Linked DNA regions of Mus musculus: regions 2, 3, 4, 5 and 6 are each linked to region 1. Evidence: chromatin contacts called from public HiChIP or PLAC-seq and promoter capture Hi-C data. All regions are on one chromosome and are shown on one strand. The core of a region is the stretch at or near the end of the contact, and the rest is flanking DNA. Distances in the headings are between cores, read along the strand shown.

Evidence for each region. Promoter capture Hi-C pulls out the DNA fragments that hold promoters and counts their contacts. HiChIP or PLAC-seq counts read pairs in DNA pulled down with a chosen protein or histone mark.
Region 2: a contact with region 1 is called in an H3K4me3 HiChIP or PLAC-seq map of the SCID.adh cell line, with 12 read pairs. The contact joins the enhancer-like site here to the promoter of Angpt1 in region 1. A contact is called at or near these places in 10 of 39 promoter capture datasets (the C10 cell line, embryonic stem cells, epiblast stem cells and 6 more), 3 of 15 datasets of contacts at CTCF or cohesin (large pre-B cells, pro-B cells and stem cell-derived epiblast-like cells), 7 of 115 datasets of contacts at active chromatin or transcription factors (DN3 thymocytes, the SCID.adh cell line, astrocytes and 4 more) and 2 of 9 other capture datasets (liver and pancreatic islet).
Region 3: a contact with region 1 is called in a promoter capture Hi-C map of the 3T3-L1 cell line, with 6 times the contacts expected there. The contact joins the enhancer-like site here to the promoter of Angpt1 in region 1. A contact is called at or near these places in 12 of 39 promoter capture datasets (the 3T3-L1 cell line, 3T3-L1-derived adipocytes, the C10 cell line and 8 more), 1 of 15 datasets of contacts at CTCF or cohesin (the NIH/3T3 cell line), 7 of 115 datasets of contacts at active chromatin or transcription factors (the SCID.adh cell line, cardiomyocytes, embryonic stem cells and 4 more) and 1 of 9 other capture datasets (embryonic stem cells).
Region 4: an H3K4me3 HiChIP or PLAC-seq map of the SCID.adh cell line shows a contact between it and region 1, with 14 read pairs. The contact joins the enhancer-like site here to the promoter of Angpt1 in region 1. A contact is called at or near these places in 13 of 39 promoter capture datasets (the 3T3-L1 cell line, the C10 cell line, the HPC-7 cell line and 6 more), 1 of 15 datasets of contacts at CTCF or cohesin (pro-B cells), 12 of 484 Hi-C or Micro-C datasets (the 3T3-L1 cell line, 3T3-L1-derived adipocytes, the G1E-ER4 cell line and 8 more), 8 of 115 datasets of contacts at active chromatin or transcription factors (the SCID.adh cell line, bone marrow-derived macrophages, cardiomyocytes and 4 more) and 4 of 9 other capture datasets (adipose tissue, embryonic stem cells, liver and 1 more).
Region 5: a contact with region 1 is called in a promoter capture Hi-C map of 3T3-L1-derived adipocytes, with 6 times the contacts expected there. The contact joins the enhancer-like site here to the promoter of Angpt1 in region 1. A contact is called at or near these places in 14 of 39 promoter capture datasets (the 3T3-L1 cell line, 3T3-L1-derived adipocytes, the C10 cell line and 9 more), 1 of 15 datasets of contacts at CTCF or cohesin (pro-B cells), 8 of 484 Hi-C or Micro-C datasets (the C3H10T1/2 cell line, brown adipocytes, cerebellar granule neurons and 4 more), 10 of 115 datasets of contacts at active chromatin or transcription factors (the SCID.adh cell line, acute myeloid leukemia, astrocytes and 7 more) and 3 of 9 other capture datasets (adipose tissue, embryonic stem cells and liver).
Region 6: a promoter capture Hi-C map of the SN4741 cell line shows a contact between it and region 1, with 2.8 times the contacts expected there. The contact joins the enhancer-like site here to the promoter of Angpt1 in region 1. A contact is called at or near these places in 13 of 39 promoter capture datasets (the 3T3-L1 cell line, the C10 cell line, the HPC-7 cell line and 8 more), 4 of 15 datasets of contacts at CTCF or cohesin (the NIH/3T3 cell line, large pre-B cells and pro-B cells), 11 of 484 Hi-C or Micro-C datasets (the 3T3-L1 cell line, 3T3-L1-derived adipocytes, the C2C12 cell line and 6 more), 6 of 115 datasets of contacts at active chromatin or transcription factors (the SCID.adh cell line, acute myeloid leukemia, fibro-adipogenic progenitors and 3 more) and 3 of 9 other capture datasets (adipose tissue, embryonic stem cells and liver).

The regions. Positions count from the first base shown.
Region 1 is chr15:42,675,497-42,678,566 of GRCm38.p6, forward strand. Angpt1 (angiopoietin 1) reads right to left here and starts at 1,481. Exons shown (of 9, transcript NM_009640.4): 1 at 669-1,481. The coding sequence starts at 965.
Region 2 is chr15:42,174,640-42,177,709 of GRCm38.p6, forward strand. No RefSeq gene overlaps it. Among named protein-coding and RNA genes, the nearest start is that of Abra, 310 kb to the left of the region's middle. Within about 2 kb of position 1,677, at least 8 of the 459 cell types and tissues checked have an H3K27ac peak or open chromatin away from gene starts, as enhancers often do. A contact at or near this core is called in the SCID.adh cell line, where this site is marked.
Region 3 is chr15:42,251,086-42,254,155 of GRCm38.p6, forward strand. No RefSeq gene overlaps it. Among named protein-coding and RNA genes, the nearest start is that of Abra, 380 kb to the left of the region's middle. Within about 2 kb of position 1,471, at least 8 of the 459 cell types and tissues checked have an H3K27ac peak or open chromatin away from gene starts, as enhancers often do.
Region 4 is chr15:42,308,351-42,311,420 of GRCm38.p6, forward strand. No RefSeq gene overlaps it. Among named protein-coding and RNA genes, the nearest start is that of Gm41313, 360 kb to the right of the region's middle. Within about 2 kb of position 1,546, at least 22 of the 459 cell types and tissues checked have an H3K27ac peak or open chromatin away from gene starts, as enhancers often do. A contact at or near this core is called in the SCID.adh cell line, cerebellar granule neurons, cerebellum and 1 more, where this site is marked.
Region 5 is chr15:42,328,461-42,331,530 of GRCm38.p6, forward strand. It overlaps the pseudogene Gm18092. Among named protein-coding and RNA genes, the nearest start is that of Gm41313, 340 kb to the right of the region's middle. Within about 2 kb of position 1,626, at least 35 of the 459 cell types and tissues checked have an H3K27ac peak or open chromatin away from gene starts, as enhancers often do. A contact at or near this core is called in 3T3-L1-derived adipocytes, the C3H10T1/2 cell line, adipose tissue and 4 more, where this site is marked.
Region 6 is chr15:42,374,717-42,377,786 of GRCm38.p6, forward strand. No RefSeq gene overlaps it. Among named protein-coding and RNA genes, the nearest start is that of Gm41313, 290 kb to the right of the region's middle. Within about 2 kb of position 1,640, at least 8 of the 459 cell types and tissues checked have an H3K27ac peak or open chromatin away from gene starts, as enhancers often do. A contact at or near this core is called in the C2C12 cell line and the SN4741 cell line, where this site is marked.

The DNA.
Region 1 (3,070 bases), core at 231-2,730:
AGGTGGGTACAGGAGACTTCCTGAACTCAGTTTCTACCTTCAATGTGAGCAAAACCCCTTTCTTACAATTTTCCCATCAGAAGCTATTTTTTTTTTTTCATTTCAGATGTCAGTCCTCATATACCACTTGTGAAGTTAAGTTCCTTTAACTTACAAATACAATCTTTCTAAACGAAGACAATATGGGTACTTTATACTTATTCTCATTGCATACTTTTATTAAAAGTTGGTGGGGGTAAGCATTTTATGAAGATTTCCCATGGCAACTCACAAAACTCCTTGCTGTACATTCCATTTGAACCTCTGTTAATATCACCATTATGATTTCCTTTTACACCACCTTGTCCAAGAAGTGCGCGCTTACTTTTTCAAAGTTGGGCTTTGACAGTCAAAATGCCTAAGATAAACTTTAAAAAACAACAGGGTTGGCATAAAATTTGCTAATGTTAGACGCACATTTAGGAAGCTACAGGATCAGAGGTTCCCACAAGCCCAGGACCCTTGGCTTACCCAGGAAGTTGAGTCCAGAGAGGGAGCCTTTTTTCTTTTGCAAACACTGCCCCCCGGAGCAAAAGGTAAACACAAATGCCCCCTACGGAACTCTGAGCTCCCTGCAGAGAGGGAAGGGAAAAGCTCAGAGCAATTAGAAACCGAAAGCGATCACTTACTTTTTGCAGCCACTGAGTATAATTTTCCATCACATGCTCCAGATGCTGAAGTTTCTGGGAAGAGAAATCCGGCTCCACGTGTGGAGCATCCCTTTGCAGAGCGTTGGTGTTGTACTGCTCTGTCGCACTCTCACGGCAGTTCCCGTCGTGTTCTGGAAGAATGAAAGTGTAGGCACATTGCCCATGTTGAATCCGGTTATATCTTCTCCCTCCGTTTTCTGGATTTCGGCGCTGGTTGCTGCACCCTATGTGAGTCAGAATGGCAGCGAAGAATGCAAAGGAAAGGAAAACTGTCATTGTACTGCCAGCGCTTGCCTTCCGTGCCTCCTGCAAAGCTTGCTCTTCTCTTCTGACCTTTAAACTAGTTCTTTATTTCAGGTAAAACTGCTTGTTTGACTCTTTCCCCGTTAAAGAAAGCGTTTGAAGAAGATCCACAGAAAACTAGCCATTTGTTAGCTTTGTTCTAAAAAAGCGTTACTTTAAAAAATTTTAACTGTAATGATAGTTTCCTTCGTTAAAACTTGAGATATTTATTGCAATAGTAGCTTAGATTTATTGTTTCCTCTCTGTGTAACCGTTCAGCGTGGAGCCTGCCCGCGTCAGCTGCGAGTACATATTCTAGCCCCTTTCCTCTACCCTATCTGCAGCAGATCTGCTATTTTCTCCCAGACCTCAGTGAGTTTTATTAAGGTTGCACATCCAAGCCAAGCTGGAAGCAGGCAGCCTTCACAAGATGACTTGACAGGAATGCATGAGTGTGCCCCTATGCTAAGGATTGCTGATGGCTTTGGGCGGCGGATCGGCTTACAAATTGGCTAGATGCGCATGACCTCGATCATGTATGGGCCTCCCGCCCCCTTCCGCAGACAATTGCCTTGAGTCCTTAGCAGATGCACGGAAAATCAATAAACAGAGCAGTCCACCTTAATAGGTTCGGGTGTGCTTGCTGACCTACTAACATCTAAGCAAGCTAGAAGTATGTTTTCAAAGTTATTGTTTAATTGAGGAACCCTAATTTGGCACAATCTCCAATGGATTTTTTTATAATTGTATAAAATTATTAAATTTAAAAAATTACTCCAGAAAAGACATTTAAAAACTATTTTTAGAAATGGCATTCTCCCCTTTGTATTTACATAGGCTTTAAGGAGAATAAAAGAATCAAAGGATCAAATTATCAAGGAAATTACCATAATTTGTCACTCAAAGCAACATATCATGTGCATACTAAGTAGTATTTTGAAAGCACCTTTTGGGATATGGATTTTAAATGACGCTGGTTTCTTGGTCAGAACGCAGCTGTTCACATTCTCTGAGTATAAATTGAGCAACTTCCCTACAACAACAATGTGGTTACAGTTTAAGACAGTGGCCTGAGAATTATTAATTCCTGTGGTACATGCTAATCATATATTTCACAAGAACCTCTGGCATTGCTATGGCTGCCTTTAACACTGGTATGGAAATTCCACACACATCCTTTGTGGCTACAGAGTCAAACCATCTGAGAACAAGCGTGTATCAGGTGTGCCAATGGCTTACACAAGCGAAACCTCTGCGATTTTTATTAAGAAAGAAAGCCATATGATCCGAAGGTGCTTTCCTAAGTACAGAATATAAATATTTGAATAAAGGTACAGTCAAGTGCAAAGACCAGGAGATGATTACAGAATTTAGGGTGGAATCAGGATACTGGATGTGTGTACATGCAGGATTTTCATTAGGAACTTCGTGGGCTTTGGAAGTGAAAGAGCCTCTGCTCTCAGGCATGTATACAAACAGAAGCCACAGCATGACTCTTGAGTCCTGGAATGGGGGCAGAGCAGTGGGTAAGGGCAGTGGTGGCTACAGATGCATCTTTAGGAAGGAAAGCAGAGGTCAAAACTGACTCCAGAGAGGAGGTGGTTTGCTTACAGTAAACAAACAGTGATGAGATTCGTTGGTCCTTTCCACACCAAATAACAGGCTTCTGGGCAGATTGATACATTATGCCAAACATAGGAGCAAAGTTCTCTGACCCTGCAAGAGACTTGCCACATTACATATAAGAGTCATAGGAAAGGTTGCTCTTAGGCAGCGATAATGCCACTTGAGAGTTTGTTATTTATCACCTCACTTTAAGCACTCCTTATGTATTATGTCATTTAATCATGGCAACAAACCCAAGACATAGGTATTATGTTTAACTCTTTGGGCTCTGAACCTAACTGTCTTTGACAATCTCTGAAAGGAAAAAAACAAAAACAAAAATAAAAAAAACCCTCAAAAGTTAGCCACTCAAAGCTTAATGGCACCCAGGAAAGAGAATTATCTAGTTTACCTATTTATTTTTAAAAAGTAACTCATGTAGCTAGGATGACCATGAACTTCTGATATCCATGCTTCTACCCGCTGCTCCTATA
Region 2 (3,070 bases), core at 427-2,926, 500 kb before region 1:
CTCAGGTGAGAATTCTTTGTTTAGCTCTGAGCCCCATTTTTTAATGGGGTTATTTGATTTTCTGGAGTCCACCTTCTTGAGTTCTTTATATATATATATTGGATATTAGTCCCCTATCTGATTTAGGATAGGTAAAGATCCTTTTTTAATCTGTTGGTGGCCTTTTTGTCTTATTGACAGTGTCTTTTGCCTTGAAGAAGCTTCGCAATTTTATGAGGTCCCATTTGTTGATTCTTGATCTTACAGCACAAGCCGTTGTTGTTCTATTCAGGAATTTTTCCCCGGTGCCCATATCTTCGAGGCTTTTTCCTACTTTCTCCTCTAAAAGTTTCAGTGTCTCTGGTTTTATGTGAAGTTCCTTGATCCACTTAGATTTGACCTTAGTACAAGGAGATAGGAATGGATCAATTCAAATTCTTCTACATGATAACAACCAGTTGTGCCAGCACCATTTGTTGAAAATGCTGTCTTTTTTTCCACTGGATGGGTTTTGCTCCCTTGTCAATGATCAGTTGACCATAGGTGTGTGGGTTCATTTCTGGGTCTTCAATTCTATTCCATTGGTCTACTTGTCTGTCACTATACCAGTACCATGCCGGTTTTAGCACAATTGCTCTGTAGTACAGCTTTAGGTCAGGCATGGTGATTCCACCAGAGGTTCTTTTAGAACCACAGATTTTTAGTGTAAGGAGAAACCTTAGAACATTTTTAATCAGATGTCTTTTTCTGGATGTTTATATGCATGAGACAATGTAAATGATTTCTATATAAGAGGACATTCACATCATGTTCTATTGTAGTTCTGTACCCTTAGCGATATGCAATACACAGTACACATAAAATCAATGGCCATTAGTAGACATTCAAGAAGAGATGGCAGTTTTATGTCTAAGCTTACATATCACACGTTTATATTTCTATTGGGATATGCAACTTAAGGAATATTGGTGTGTCAGTGATATTTAAGCCACGAGACAGGGGAGGTTTTGTGAGAAGACACTGCACATAGACAATGTATTGTAGATGTTAGCATCTCAGCGTATAGGAATATACTGAAGTCTCCTAGAGACAGGGGATCTCAAATGATGAAAAAATAAATCAATTACAATGGAGGTAAAATAGGCAAGAATATATAATCATGGGAGCTCAGTTGTAACAGCAGAAGAATTTCCAGATAGCAGCCCACACTGACAGTGGCTACTTACATGTCACAATATAAGACACATAGACAACAGTAACCCTAAGAGATTCATAAAAGTGTTATCAATGGCAATATAAGGAAATATTTTGCTTGTAATATTTAAAATATAGTAGCATAATTTCTTACAAGTACTAGCCTCCACATGCATAGTCAATATTTACTGGTTAACAGTTTTCTGAGATGGTGAAGTTACCTTAAACTCCTATCAGACCAAAACTATTCCTTAATATCTTAAAATTAAACAAAGAATTTTATAAAGCAGGACTGTGTGATTTTTTTGGTAGTACCTATTGAATTTCTGAAACTTAACAAATGTAAAAGAATAGAAGAGCCTGTTTGTATTAGTTTCCAATGGCTAATCTTATGAAGTTATTTTAAGGCATTGAAAATACTTGTACCATGACAGGAGAGACAACCAAAGAAGTAGAGCACCTGTCTTGTAAGCCCACAGAGTGGTTATTTACTCAGAAACCACATAAAAGCAGGCTCCACTGGCACACATTTGCAACAAACTGCAGACAGTGCACACAGACAGCTCTCTGAAGCTCATGGACCAAACATCTTCAACAATCTTTGAGCTCCAGGTTTATTGAGAGACTCTGCTTCCAAAACTATAGTGGAATATGTGAGAGACACCTGACATTCATCTCTGTCACATGCACACATTCAAATGCATCCACATGCACATGTGTACACCCACACAAATACATATACATACCACGCTCACACAAATTAATATATATACAGAAGTATTTGTATCTTGGTAAAAAAATCAAAATAATTATGAAAAACAACTGAAATATAAAGAACGATGGGTAGATTTTTTTTTTCACCAAAAATGAAAAGTCTAGGGTGAGTGTTTGGCATCACTTTTCTACCTTTCTACCTAAGATTTACTAAGTACTACAATTTCAGCTACTGCAAAAACTGAGGTATGTAGTGAATGATAACACATGAGCTTTTCAGCTGGAAGGAAACATAAGATACTAACAGAGCAGTCAGTGTGTGTCTATACTTTGGAACCTACTACAGGAAGCAAAAGACCTGAAAGAGTAAGACCCTTCCTAAGATTGGAATGCAAGCAGCATATTAGATAATTCTACTAAACCAGAATTAAACTCTCTAAGGCTATTATTGTTATATAAGATAGTATCCATGTTCTGAGAAAATCTGCCAGCTTAAAGTCATAACATATATAACTTATTCAGAAATAACTTAAAAAATATATTGTAGATATCCGCATTGGTGTATGTAGATAGTTACAGTGAAGAAATTAAATCACAAGATTATAAAATTTTACAAATATGAAAGTAAGTTTTCTGTATGATTTTGACATTTATTTAATTTTGAGATTATTTAAAGAAATATTGCATGAAATAAATGTGTTACATTTCTATGTTTTTATGCCTTCATTTATATTGTATTGGGAACCTTTCATATTTAAGCTTCTCTTTTATTTATACAAGCTTTAATAAGTTTTTATTTTTTTCATGGGTTATCTGACCATGATGAACATAGTCTCCATAGTCTCACTGAAACACCTACACACTAAGACTCTAAGAATTTTGATATGGTTTATGTAAGAATACATCAAGTTGTGATATAAATAAATCATTGGTATCATTAATAATTAAGGGCTTCAGTATTCAAAGGATGCTTATCCATGATACTAACTATTAGGAGTTGATTATTTCTATTATTGAATAGAATATGTACATGTAGACATGTAAATAACAACCAGCTATTTATGACACAGTGAGACAAGCTGAGCCAGGAAGGATAATAGCAATGTCACACAAATGTATTCACATCAGAGTCAAAAGAAAAAGAAAAGCTTCGAACTGAGACAAAAAAAATTTTCGAACAGTT
Region 3 (3,070 bases), core at 221-2,720, 420 kb before region 1:
CTCTCCCTCTCTCACCCCTTCTCTCTTTTTTTGTCTATAATATCAAGCATAAATCAAATACAGAGTTTCTCCTGTAAAACTTAGTATTCATTGTATTCATTCTAACAAGGCATACAGACTAAAGTGATTAGTGATTATTTCAACTGAGATGAATGTGAAAAGGAAAAGGATTTTTAACATGGATGTATTTAGAATGCATATAGTCAGGCCTGCAGATCAGGACAGGCAGGGCTTTAGATAATATTATTAAGAAATTCAATGGGTTCTTTATTTAAAATATTAACTATTTAGAAAATAAGATAATGTGGGAAAACCCAAGAGGAAGAGATGTGAGGAGCTGTGAGACTTTTCGGAGGGAGGCCCTTGGAGCAGGAGGGGAACAAGGAGATTTGATAGAATGCTCGGGCTGTACAGTGGGTGGGAGAAAACAAGAGACAGAGCTTTGGGGAAGGGGAGAGATAAGAACCAGACCATGTCAGGTCTTGAACAATTACAATCACGATGCATGACTTTTCGGGTTGTGTAACCCAAAGGAATGAAATTGATGATAGGAATTTTGTGCCACTGTGAAGATGGGACAAGAAGATATGAAGGTGTCACAACATTTGAAGACATTTGGACCTTTAAAAATGCTCCTCCATCCTTCCATGTCAGTGGTGTTGGAACTTGTCTAGGGGTGTGATTGCTCCAGAGTCAGAGTATTTAGGGATTCTGCCTTCAGTTTTTCCCATCAGTGCTATGTGTTATGCGGTTGAGTTATGAGGCAGTCATTCTATACTCTACAACCTACTTTTAAATCTTGAAAAACATAACCACTTTCATATATCCTTCTTTGCCACGAAGGATCCTTTCATGCATCCTTCTTATCCATCCTTGGGTCAGAAATTGAGCAACACCAGCTTTGGAAACCTCTGGTTCTTAAAACAGCACAATTTCTTACTATGCTTCTCTCACTGACTCTCATGTAATTACTAGCCATGCATTTGTGTGATGATGCATATTCATAACTAATCTCTTTGAATTATAATCCCAATGAAGTGATGAAGGTAACCCCCAAAATGTTGCCTAATGCTAAAGAATAACTAAAAATAAATAAGTAATCTCACTTTCTGATTTGGTTTTTGTTTTTCATGCTATTTAAATGTGATGCTAGTCTAAGTTTCAAGGGTTAGTCTACCCTTGACTAGTTGTTCTTGATTAGTATGCAATAGTATTTGCAGAAATGAATTAAATTAAGACAAATAAATCAAGCCTGTTTTTAGAATGCCTGAAACCATGTAACTTTTATATATAATTTGATTAAGACATCAAAGGAACAGAAAAACTATTTGAGTCATCTCCTTTTAAATTCCTCTCTTTGTAGACAAATGCATTCATGACCTTTGCCCTTTCATCAGAATCTCTCCATCCAAAAGATGCCTGCTGTTGCAACCCTGGAGGGGGACAAGACAGGAGGAAATGAGAGAAGGAGTCTCTGGGCCAAAAGTAACCTCATCTCATCTGGTCAGGACCAAATGTTCTCTGCTTCAGCTCTTAATTGCAAAAATGTTATGCATTTTCCTTTTGTTGGCCATTTGGTATGGTGTTTAAGTGCTGTTAAATGGGGGAATATTAAACACACGTGCATACACACACACACACACACACACACACACACACACACACACACACACACACACACACTTCTCATTTGTGAAACTCTGATGAGTTCCTGGCTCTAACCCTGACACTCACAATTTTGTGTTATCCTTTATCCTTCAGCTTGCACTTGAATAAACAACACATCTAGGCCTCCAGCAGTAGCTGGTTAGAACTGCTTTGTGGCTAGGAGAGGAGATCTCAGTGATACAAAAATATTCCTGGCATTTGGACTCAGTAGCTGTTGTACTCTTCTAGGAGAGAAATTTAAAGATGAGTTGACAGAGCTCCATCAGCAAACATCCCACCGGATGTTTTCTTAAGCATTCTGAACAAAGTTCAGCTGCCCTCTGGGAGACAACACATATTTTTTTTTCCTCAATTATAATTTTTGGAAAGATACCAATCAAAAAATTTAGAGTTCGTTAGGGAAAAAAAGAGCAAGTATAACAATAACCTACTTGTCCTTCATTCCCTAGAACCATCTAGTTCTTTTTAAGTATCTGAGCAATCATTTTCTAGCATCTCTTAAGGACAGCAGGAAGCATCAGTGCCATTTTATAGCCATTGTAGAATAAACAGAAAGCCTTTACTGCCCTGAGGTTAAGCGTCTTCCTGGAAGAGGGTTAGCTTCTTGGAGAATGTGTTGATGATTTCGGACTATACTCATTGCTAATTTTAACTCTGTAAAGAACGTCAGCATTGCAGTGGAATCTTCACCAGCTTAAACTTACACGTTGTTTTTTTCAGATGCAGAGATCCTGGTGGAGTTTACTTCTAAACGATAAAAGATCCAAAGTTTCACAAAGCTTCAGAGAGTTAACATTCAATATGAGAAAATTTGTTTTGTTTTAAGGACATTTATACATTTTTTCTGTAGGTCACTAGAGCCTGTTGTGTCTTTCAGAGCAGAAATAAATAATAATCCCCAGCTGCTGCACACTTCCAGGAATAGTGCAGGAACCTAAGCATCCCGAGACCCTTTTCTTCCAGTTCAAGCAACACTAGTTTGCCCTGTGTTCAGGGCTGCTTGGGAATTCCGCTTTATCAGATTTGTTCTGTTCACATTTATCCTCTTGTTTATACTGAATGTCCAGTGATTAGATCCCCTGTCTCCGAACCAATACCCTTTAGAAATTCCCAGACGCTCTACTAGTGCCTCTGCTGCTGTAACTCACAGCTCCAGGTCACCCCCAGCTTCTATGCTTCAGTCTCTCCTCCCTAGAAGGAGAATGTGGCAGATTCAGCCCTTCTAAACATTAACAAAGCACACTATACAGGCACTTCAATACAGAAAAGATTGATTACACATAGAAAGTGGACATAACACATTTGGGTGTATGACTCAGGACACGCGCATCATGAATCTACCAGACAGAATAGGAAACAGAATCTGGACACTGAATCTCGTTCTGAGCTTTTCCCACAACTG
Region 4 (3,070 bases), core at 296-2,795, 370 kb before region 1:
GTAGAGAATGCCAGATCCAATACTAAGACTAGAGATGGTTTTCTTACTTGCTGTGTTCTTTAATTTCTTCTTTCCCTATCATGATTGGACCTGGACTGGTAATGTTTGCTTAGGTCAGACTTTTACATCCCTAACTTTCTAAAATATTTTATTATAAAGATTATGAATGGACATAGAATTTAATTTTTTCTGCAGTAATTAAAATGGTTTGTATTATACAATTTGTTACTGTGACAATACACATTAATTTTGATGTGAACATTTCATTACTGGAGCAAATTCAATGTACCCCTGGTGTTTATATGTGATTGTCTTTGGTTTATTGTTGTTTTTCTTTTTTTTTCCTTTTTTTTTATTACGTATTTTCCTCAATTACATTTCCAATAGGACATTATGTCTATGTACAAACAGACTGAGCCACAATTTTCTCTTTTGTTTGTCCCTGACTTACGTTGGTTTTAAGCTCAATAAACCTTGAGAAGCACCTGGGTATGGTGGCACACGCCTTTAATCCCAGCACCCGAGAGGCAGAGGCAGGCGGAATTCTGAGTTCGAGGCCAGCCTGTTCTATAGAGTGAGTTCCAGGACAGCCAGGGCTATACAGAGAAACCCTGTCTCGAAAAAACAAACAAACAAAACAAAACAAAAAAGCCCAAAACCTTAAGAAGCACATTGAGTAGATCACAATCTCCTATTTTTTCCCTTTCTGATCTTCCGTCTCTTCCTCATGAAGCACCAATGAAACCTCTTGTTTTCTGTCTGCATCTGCCATAGAAACTTAGTATTCTTATTTTGAGCTGTAACAAAAGCATTTTTTTCTTCCTGATGTAGCTATCCAAAATTTTTAAAGTCATACTTTAAAATACCTGCTTACATATCTAACAGGAATATAAGCCAGCTATGGATTATGTGTCATCAGAAAATTTCATTCTCACATGACTTAAAGTTAATCCAAAGTCTTTTCAGTTCAACCTTTAAACCCCTCCTAAAGGTAGTTTACCATTTCTTTAACTTTGTTTATTTTCTTCCCAGTCAATCATGTAGTCAATGTGATTAGATTTAGTAAGTGTCCACTTGAGGCTTAATAACTTCTGTTTGAGCTAATGATTTGCATCTTCATCTCATGCTATCTTAGTTCATGGGAGCTTATTATGAATAGCGACACCTTTTTTAAAGCTTCCTAGTTGTGAACAAGGCAAAATGCAATGATTTCTTTTTAACAAACAAAAGATATCTTTTCTGAACAAAGATGATAACTTATCTTCAAATATCCCAGCAAGCTTTGCCATTAAATGATAGTTTATCAGATGGACATGTGAGTTTGGTTCATAAATGGCAGGAAGAGATTCACTAACGTGGGAAATTGGTCACAGCATCACCCCTGGGAGATGTCAACAATGCCCGCTTATCTTTCTAAGCCAGCACACATTATTCTTCTACTTCTGCTCTGCTGGCTAACTTCCATGTTTTCAATGTGCCTGGTTTTAGGCTTCTCCCCACAGCCCTGACTGCTGAGCCATCTGTTCTTACAGCATCACCGTCCCTGATTTCGAAATCACTCCAGTGTTCCAGGGTTTTGAAAATATGCCCACAACAAGAATCTTTCCCCGATCTACTTCAACATGTCCAAGAAGCAATATTTTTTTTCCTGTATGTTCCCTGAGTAGCTTATTTTTCCTTTGAAATTCAATATTCCAGTTGGGGATTCACTATATTAGTTGGGGATACAGTGTTAATCACATATCCTTTTAATATTTTAATTAAATAGTTTGAGTCATCCAATAACTTTTCAAACTATGTTCTCTCACACCTAGGGCTCACATTCTAGAAAAAAAATTTGAGAAGGACATAAGTGCAATAACCATTAACACTTACATAGCACTTAAAATATGCTTTTTACATATATGTCATCATTGCTGTAATTCTATCCCTTATATATTATTATAGCATGTATAATGTATACCAGGACATTTTGTTAGTCAGAGATTAAAACACTTGTTTAAGATCATCCAACTGTTCTTTTTGACTTAAATATCTTATTTTCAGTCACATGAACAGAAAGCTACAGATAAAAGAAGAAGAATGTGGTATCATTCGTAAATGACAGCACAAACCAGGGTAGCACTAACAGGTTTAGAGCTCAGGGGACGTAGTGGGACAGAGTCTGAGACAAAGAGGCTATTTTCTTACTTCTGAGAGGTCTTATTCTGGCTTCAATGCAGGAAGGGTTCGTAGGAAGACAGTGTCCCAATCACCTTAAGGGTGTTCTTGGCAGCAATGGGATCCCATATTCCCGCCACATTTCCCCATCTTCTCAGGATGTACACTGGCTGTGTGGGCACAGAGAATGTTTTGTGCTTAGGACACATTGCTGAGGCAGATTTTGAGTGTTAATATCACCAGAATATTCTTCGTGGCTGTCAAAAAGTACCTGGGTAAAACCCAGTTAAGCTGTCAGAAGTTCTGCTATGTGCATTAGTGTCATTGATGAGATGTCAGCAGTAACAATTTAGCCATGTGGGTGATCTCACCCAGCCCCTGCAATTAGCTTTGAAGATAGCCTTTGCTATTTCTGCCTCAGATGGCTAAGGAACTGTAAATCAGACCAGCAACTTACTGAAACCCAGGCTTTTTGCAAGCAGCAAAACTGGTGTTGGAACCCAGATATCTATTTCTGAGTCTAATACTCTTGATTCTTGTTGCTCCACTGTGCACTGTTGCCTTCCCATGATCATTTTTGCAGACACTTCTGTGTCTTCAGTCTGACCCCAGAAAGCAAAGCATTCCTTTCTCAATACTTAGCATTTCTCATGACCTAAAAATTAGAATTCATTGATCGTTCCATAAAACGAATTCCCCAGGGCATGGTTTTCCTTTCTTTCTTTCTCACTCACCTTCAATAAGCTTCAGTCTGCCCTCCAATCTGGTGATTCTTGATGCAGTTTGTTCAGAAAGTGTGGGTTTCTGATGTAGTTATCACTTTTAACATGAGGATAAGTGTCTGTGTATGCCGCAGCTGTTCAGCTGTCATATGGTACACAGATGACAGGAACCCTCCATTTCCCACAGT
Region 5 (3,070 bases), core at 376-2,875, 350 kb before region 1:
TAGGAATTTCTTTGTTGATAACTCAGTCTAATAAATTCAATAAATATATTGGAAGTAATGCAAAAAGAGTTTTATTGGTGCTTTGTCAATAAGTTCACCATCTTAGTGAAAAAGAAAAAAGTTAATAAAATCTGTCTTTTGCTCTCAGCAGTCTGCTCATGGGCTCCACAGAAGCTTGGCTTCTTTTGAAATCAGTGACCTGATTTCTTTTCTGAGCAAGTGACATTTTGGTACTGCTCCACCTCTTCCCGTAAGTTCTCCTTTGGACCTCTCTCTGTAAACCGGATTCTTTCCAGCAGCAGCTGGAGATTCTCTCACATCTCTGTGCCTCGGGTTCTGCCGTTCACTGTGGGAAGAGACAACTGCTCCTTATAAATATCTTCATATCTATCACTTGTATTGTGGCCTATGACACGCTTCAGTTGTATTTTTGCGCTGAACTTCTTGCTTCAAAATTATTGTTCTGTGAGCAATAGACAATCCTCCATCCACAGTTCAAATGTTATTGCCGGTTGTAGTTTGGGAAATACCTGAATCCAAATAGAAAAGGAGGCACTGGACAAATCATTAGTGCTTTGCATATTGTATTCAGCTGCAGCCACCTCCATTTGGCTTTCACAGATCTTGTCTATACCAAACTTATTGAGAAGTCTGGGGGTCAGCAGCAGGCCAGTAAATATGCTACAGTATAATTTGACAGGTCAATGTTCAAAGTATATTTCAGTAGTTCATGAATATATGCTTCACAGACTATCTTATTCCCTTTTATACTGACCTAAGATACTTTACAGACGGTACCCCTGCTATTTCAGTGGACTATGATCCTGTATTTGAGTATATTCTTATTTTCATCCCAAATCACCAATTATAAATGGGCATAGCAGTCAGTTTTACTCCCTTATTCTCTCCTAAGTTTCCCTTGATATCTCTCAGCATAGTCTTATCCTCAACAACTTTTACCCCCAATCCTTCAGAATCGAGACCTGCAGTGTTAAACCAGAGCTTTGGTTTAACAAGACACAAGAAGTTCAGCATAGTGGACTCTCAAGCACCTTTCTCCACTAGGCATAGAACAAGAGAATTAAGAAGACACAGACAATGTTGGGTGGGGAATGAGTGAATTTTCTCATACTACAGACACAAGTGTATTCAATCCTGTTTGCTCATTTGTTTCTGTGTCTATTTTAAAGATACCAAACTATTTGCTCCTGGTGTTTGCTCTATAACTCTAGAAGCCAAAGGTCTCTTGGGATTTTACTGGGTAACAAGACCGTTGGCTGTAAATGGTAGTTGCCTGTATTGCTAGCATTGCTGCAAACCAAAGCTGTAAGAACTCTGGCAGTGGGCGCTGTGCCTTTTCTCACAGACTCTTTAGAGTAAGCTTACAGAAGCTCCTGTTTTCACCCTGTCCAATGATCAGTCAAGACGGTCCGTCCAACCAGCAGAAGCAAACCTTTGTGTTTTCATGACTCATGCTTTACAGGGAAAGGGAGTCTCTAACATGCTTTTCCCAGGCCTTTCTGGAACTTTCTATGGCTTATTGCTCAGAAAGGAGGAAAACCAACAGACAGGCTTTCTTTGTGTAAGGGCTCTCAGCCTGCCAAACTGACTGGATGCAGAGGCAATTTCTTTAGCGTTTGCAGCCTTCCTCTGACTTCTGCACAGGGAGTTGGGAAATATTTATTGTTGAATGGGGCCCTGGGAGATTATTCTTGGAAGGCACAACTTCTGTGAACCTTTGTATGCTGATTGAACAATGTCTTACAGCTAGAATTTAGCACACTCGATGTGATTGCCTCCACCCAACTCACACACACACACACACACACACACACCACACACACACACACACACACACACACACTACACACACACACACAAACACACACACACATACACACTCACACTTACAGAAAAATAGAAAACGAATCATGTTGTTTTGAAATCCAACCATACAGACTTGTTTTCTCTGGCTAAAGGTAATTTATAGTTCCAGGGTAGTGAGCTTAAGGAGGTGTGAGAATAAGAAAAGACTTTAAAGATGCTGTGCTCTCTAGGATTTTGTGAGCCACTGAAGTTTAAAGTAACAATATTTGTTTATTGACCAAACAGTGTGCTTTTGAGGCAGAAAGGTGTAAAATGAAAATAAAACAAACGATCATTCACCTTAAGTAGCTCGTGAAACTCAGCATTATCGAAGGACAGAGTAAACTTTTGATATATGTATCTGACTCAAATCTTCACTTTAACTCTTCCATGTTTCTTGAGATGATATATTTAGTCATTCTCACACAATCCCTTGCCACTCTTTCTGTCCCTTAGGTTAGTGTCTTGAGTGTTTGAGCACATGGCTAAATGAACACACAACCATGCGAATGACAAGGGTCATCTTCCCCAGGTGCCATTGTGTCTGTTTTGACTAGACTCTAGAACAGCAAAGCTCCTGCAGCTAGTTCTTTTGGTCATCTTGCCTTCATAACTGAAGTCTGCAGATGACAGGATTTTGGGTTTGTCTTTATCTGTGTGGATATATCTGAGCTCCCTCACTAGTAAATGAACACAACACTGGCTTCTGCCATGTAGAGACCCTACATGCATACAGTTACGTTAAAATCCAGCCTGGTTCATAACTTTGGTGTGAAGCTGTTTTGCACAATTCATATGAAAAGTTCAGCTTAAGTCATAGTTTCTTTTAAAGAACTTGAGGTGCTTCTCCAAAGGTACATTTGAAGTCTCTGTACCTGATCACCTAAGTGATGCCTGGTCACCAGGATCATCAATGCCAGCGGATGACTCAGAGGCATGCTGGGAGAGGCCTCCTTTAATGTGGAACAGATCTAGTTCTTCTCTACCTTTCTGGAATGTTCTCATCTCTTCCCCCAGAAATGATAGCAGAAGATACCTATTTCCCTCAAAATTCAATTTCTCTCCTTCCCACAAATTTCTTAGCATGGACAGTTTTGAGGATTATATTATTTCCCCCGATCATCTCTCCTTTGCATTACATTGTCCTGCACACCACTACCAACCTGTGAGCTTACTTTTATTACCTAGAAGAGAAATGAAGTTT
Region 6 (3,070 bases), core at 390-2,889, 300 kb before region 1:
CTCAAAAATGTCAAGGTTTAAGGACCTTAAGACTTGAGACTCTAAAGTCCAGGTAGTTAACCCCACTGTTCAAAGTATTAGAGCTCCCTGTGTGGAGAACAAAAGACTTAACTGTCCACAAGTAGAAAATGATAAATGCCTCAGTTCAAGAAAGGAGACAGAGATTTGGCCTTTTCTGCCCCATGGGATATTGTCAGATGATGGGAAGTTTACTCTTAGAAAGAAAGATTAAGACGGTTGTTCTGGGATCCTTCATTAGTTATCATTAGCATCATGAGAGTAACCTGTAGCACGCTGTTACACCTGTCTCCTTCCCTCACAAACACACAGACACACACACATACTTCATGTTGTGTCATGTGACAAGAAACCATGTCTCTTCCTCCCTCACATTCTCTCACCATTTTGAGGCCATCCACTGTGGATCTTCTCCAAGTGAACAAATCAATAGAATTTCAGCCTCTAAAACTACTAGCAAAATGAACTTCTTTGCCTGGTGATTTCTCAGGCTTGGGTATTTTGTTACAGTAGCAGAAAACTGTTAATATAAAATAGTTACAGTGGATCTTTCTAACTTTATCATGTTCTTTGTGAAGATAAGGATACATTTTTCCCTTTTGATTTGGGCATTTTTATTTGCTGTTCTTATCCAGTTGCCTGATCTAGAAACCTGAGTAGAATTTTTAATAAAATGACAACAATGGAATACTTATTTTAATTCCCAATCTTAGAGGAAGCAATTACTCTGTGGTTATCGAATGCAGCCTCTCCTGAAAGTTCCAGGTGGACTTTTCCAGAGAGGAGGCACAGCCCTTTAGTGCTTCCCAATGACTCTGCTGGAGAAGAAAGCTCAGACGCTTACCCACAGCTTTCTCTGGACCTCATCCTTTGCTTTTGCTTTTTGTGGGTTTGTTTTATATCCCTTTTCCATAACAAAGTCTAAGTCAGAGTCTACATTGTGTCTTTTGAGTCATCTTAGAGAATTGTGGAATGGTATCTCCAGAGCTCCTGGTACTCTGGAATTCACCAATCAGCTTCCATCTATGGGCCTAAAAGTTCAACAATGCCCCTGCCTCCTGAAGTAGAGTCTCTTATGCTGAGAAAGAAGAGTAGAGAGAAGACTGTAAGAGAGATATCATAGGCTTTCTCTTTTCATGTTGAGATTTCATACTCATTGTCTTCAACAAGTATAATACTTTTCCACACTTTTAGAGACTTTAAGAGCTTTCGGCTATATGCAATTGTCATTTCCACCATCTGGCTAGTGAGTGACTCCTCTGAGCTCAGTCTTCCTCTCTGGTGTTGTGCCATTAGTATACCCCAAATTATTTGACAACTTTATTTTCTAATAGTCTAAAACAAGCTACTCTCAGCATGATTTCCAGATCCTAGTGCAATTGGCTTTCTAGAGCATCACTATTTTCATGCTGCTTCTCTCAAACTTCTGCTCATCACCTGGAACCTCGCAGCTCATACCTGCTTCTTTCAAAGACTTCTGTTGGACACTGTGTTCATTCTCTGTTCACCAGTGTCTTCATCTTACAATGTGTGCTAAGATTTAACTCTGCCAATGACTTTCTCTTATTTTAAGTGTAAGCAAATTTAATAGATTCAACTCTTCTGTATAGTTAGAAAATTTCTCTGCAGAATAGGCAGTCCAGAAATATTTCTTTTTCCATGACAACTGGCTGAGAATAAGTCATTGTGGGAGAGAGTGCCAAAAGTAACAACTTTGTCATTTGGTTGAAACTTTATCACATATGTGTGGCATATGTTTTTCCTAGTAAAAATGTTAGTCGAGATTGTCACTGTTTTCCTATTGGTAAGTTGGGGCTTTTAGCTTTAAGATTCCAACCCCCCATCATATAGATATGAAATTGCTGTTTCAGATCTTGTGAGTTCAAGGTCTACTTTCAGTTCAGAACTAAGCTTCCTATACTGAAAGGAGCACTGAAAATCTGGAGCCTTTGACTACTTAAAGGTCTGCATACTTTCCCTTAAAATGTAGCAAGAGCAATTAAAATCAGAATAAAATAGATAAAGAAAACCCTCTCTGAAATTTTTGCTTAGATGTCGAAATTTAAACTTGAGGCCTTGGTCATGAATTTTGGTTATACAATAGATAGGAACAAAGTAAGTCTATTCGTCACAAACGCTCTCTGTGCTAGCCTAACCCTATGGCCATCTCACTACAGTAACTATGTTGTTTTGACAAATAACTCATTCTGCTGAAGATGAAAGATAACCAACTGACTGCGTGTGGAGCAAAGAGGGAAGCTTTTGTTGTATGTGGAAGCAAGCCTAAATTTGGTTGAGTGGTTAGTAAAAAGAAAAAAAAAAAGATTTAGAAAGGAATTAACCTGTGGGTGTAATTTTAGGAGTGCTATTGAGTTCGTTTCTTTTGGTCATTAGTCACCTATGTTAGTCATTCACCAAGTCCTCCTTTACCACCCCACCCCAACCCCAGTCCTATTTGATTCTCAGTAGATTTGTTTCACAGTCTTCTTTATCTTGTACCTGAGTTCTCCATATTGTTAGAGTTAACAAAAGGTAACTTGTGGGTGCTGGTTAAGATGGAGATTTAAAAAAACTCCTATCAAGGGTATAGAGAGAACAAAACAAATTATACTGTGTTGGACTCTATACACAATGTGTGCATAAAATATTTTATAGTGAAATCTTGGACCTTATTTTGCCAATTATGAAACAAAGTACGTATTATACTGAATACTTTAAAAACTGAAAATTTCTAACAAAATGATTAACATTCTGTATGTTCTATTTTCATACCTCTTTCCCTGAACTACATGTGGTATACAGTCCCCTTGGTAGTTTTCATTAAATTATATACAACCTCCTGCAAAAGAGTGTTGAGAGTTTGATATGATGAAATACATCAAGAGGGTAGGATTTCCCATTATTCACTTTCGTCTGACCATTTTGCGATGATGGGGAGCTCTTGGGTGATGACAGATACGGCGAAAATCGTGCATTTATGAGAGAAGTCATGGAATTATAGGGGATTTATCCAATGTGATGTGCTTTCATCTTGCAGATTTCTACCTACATC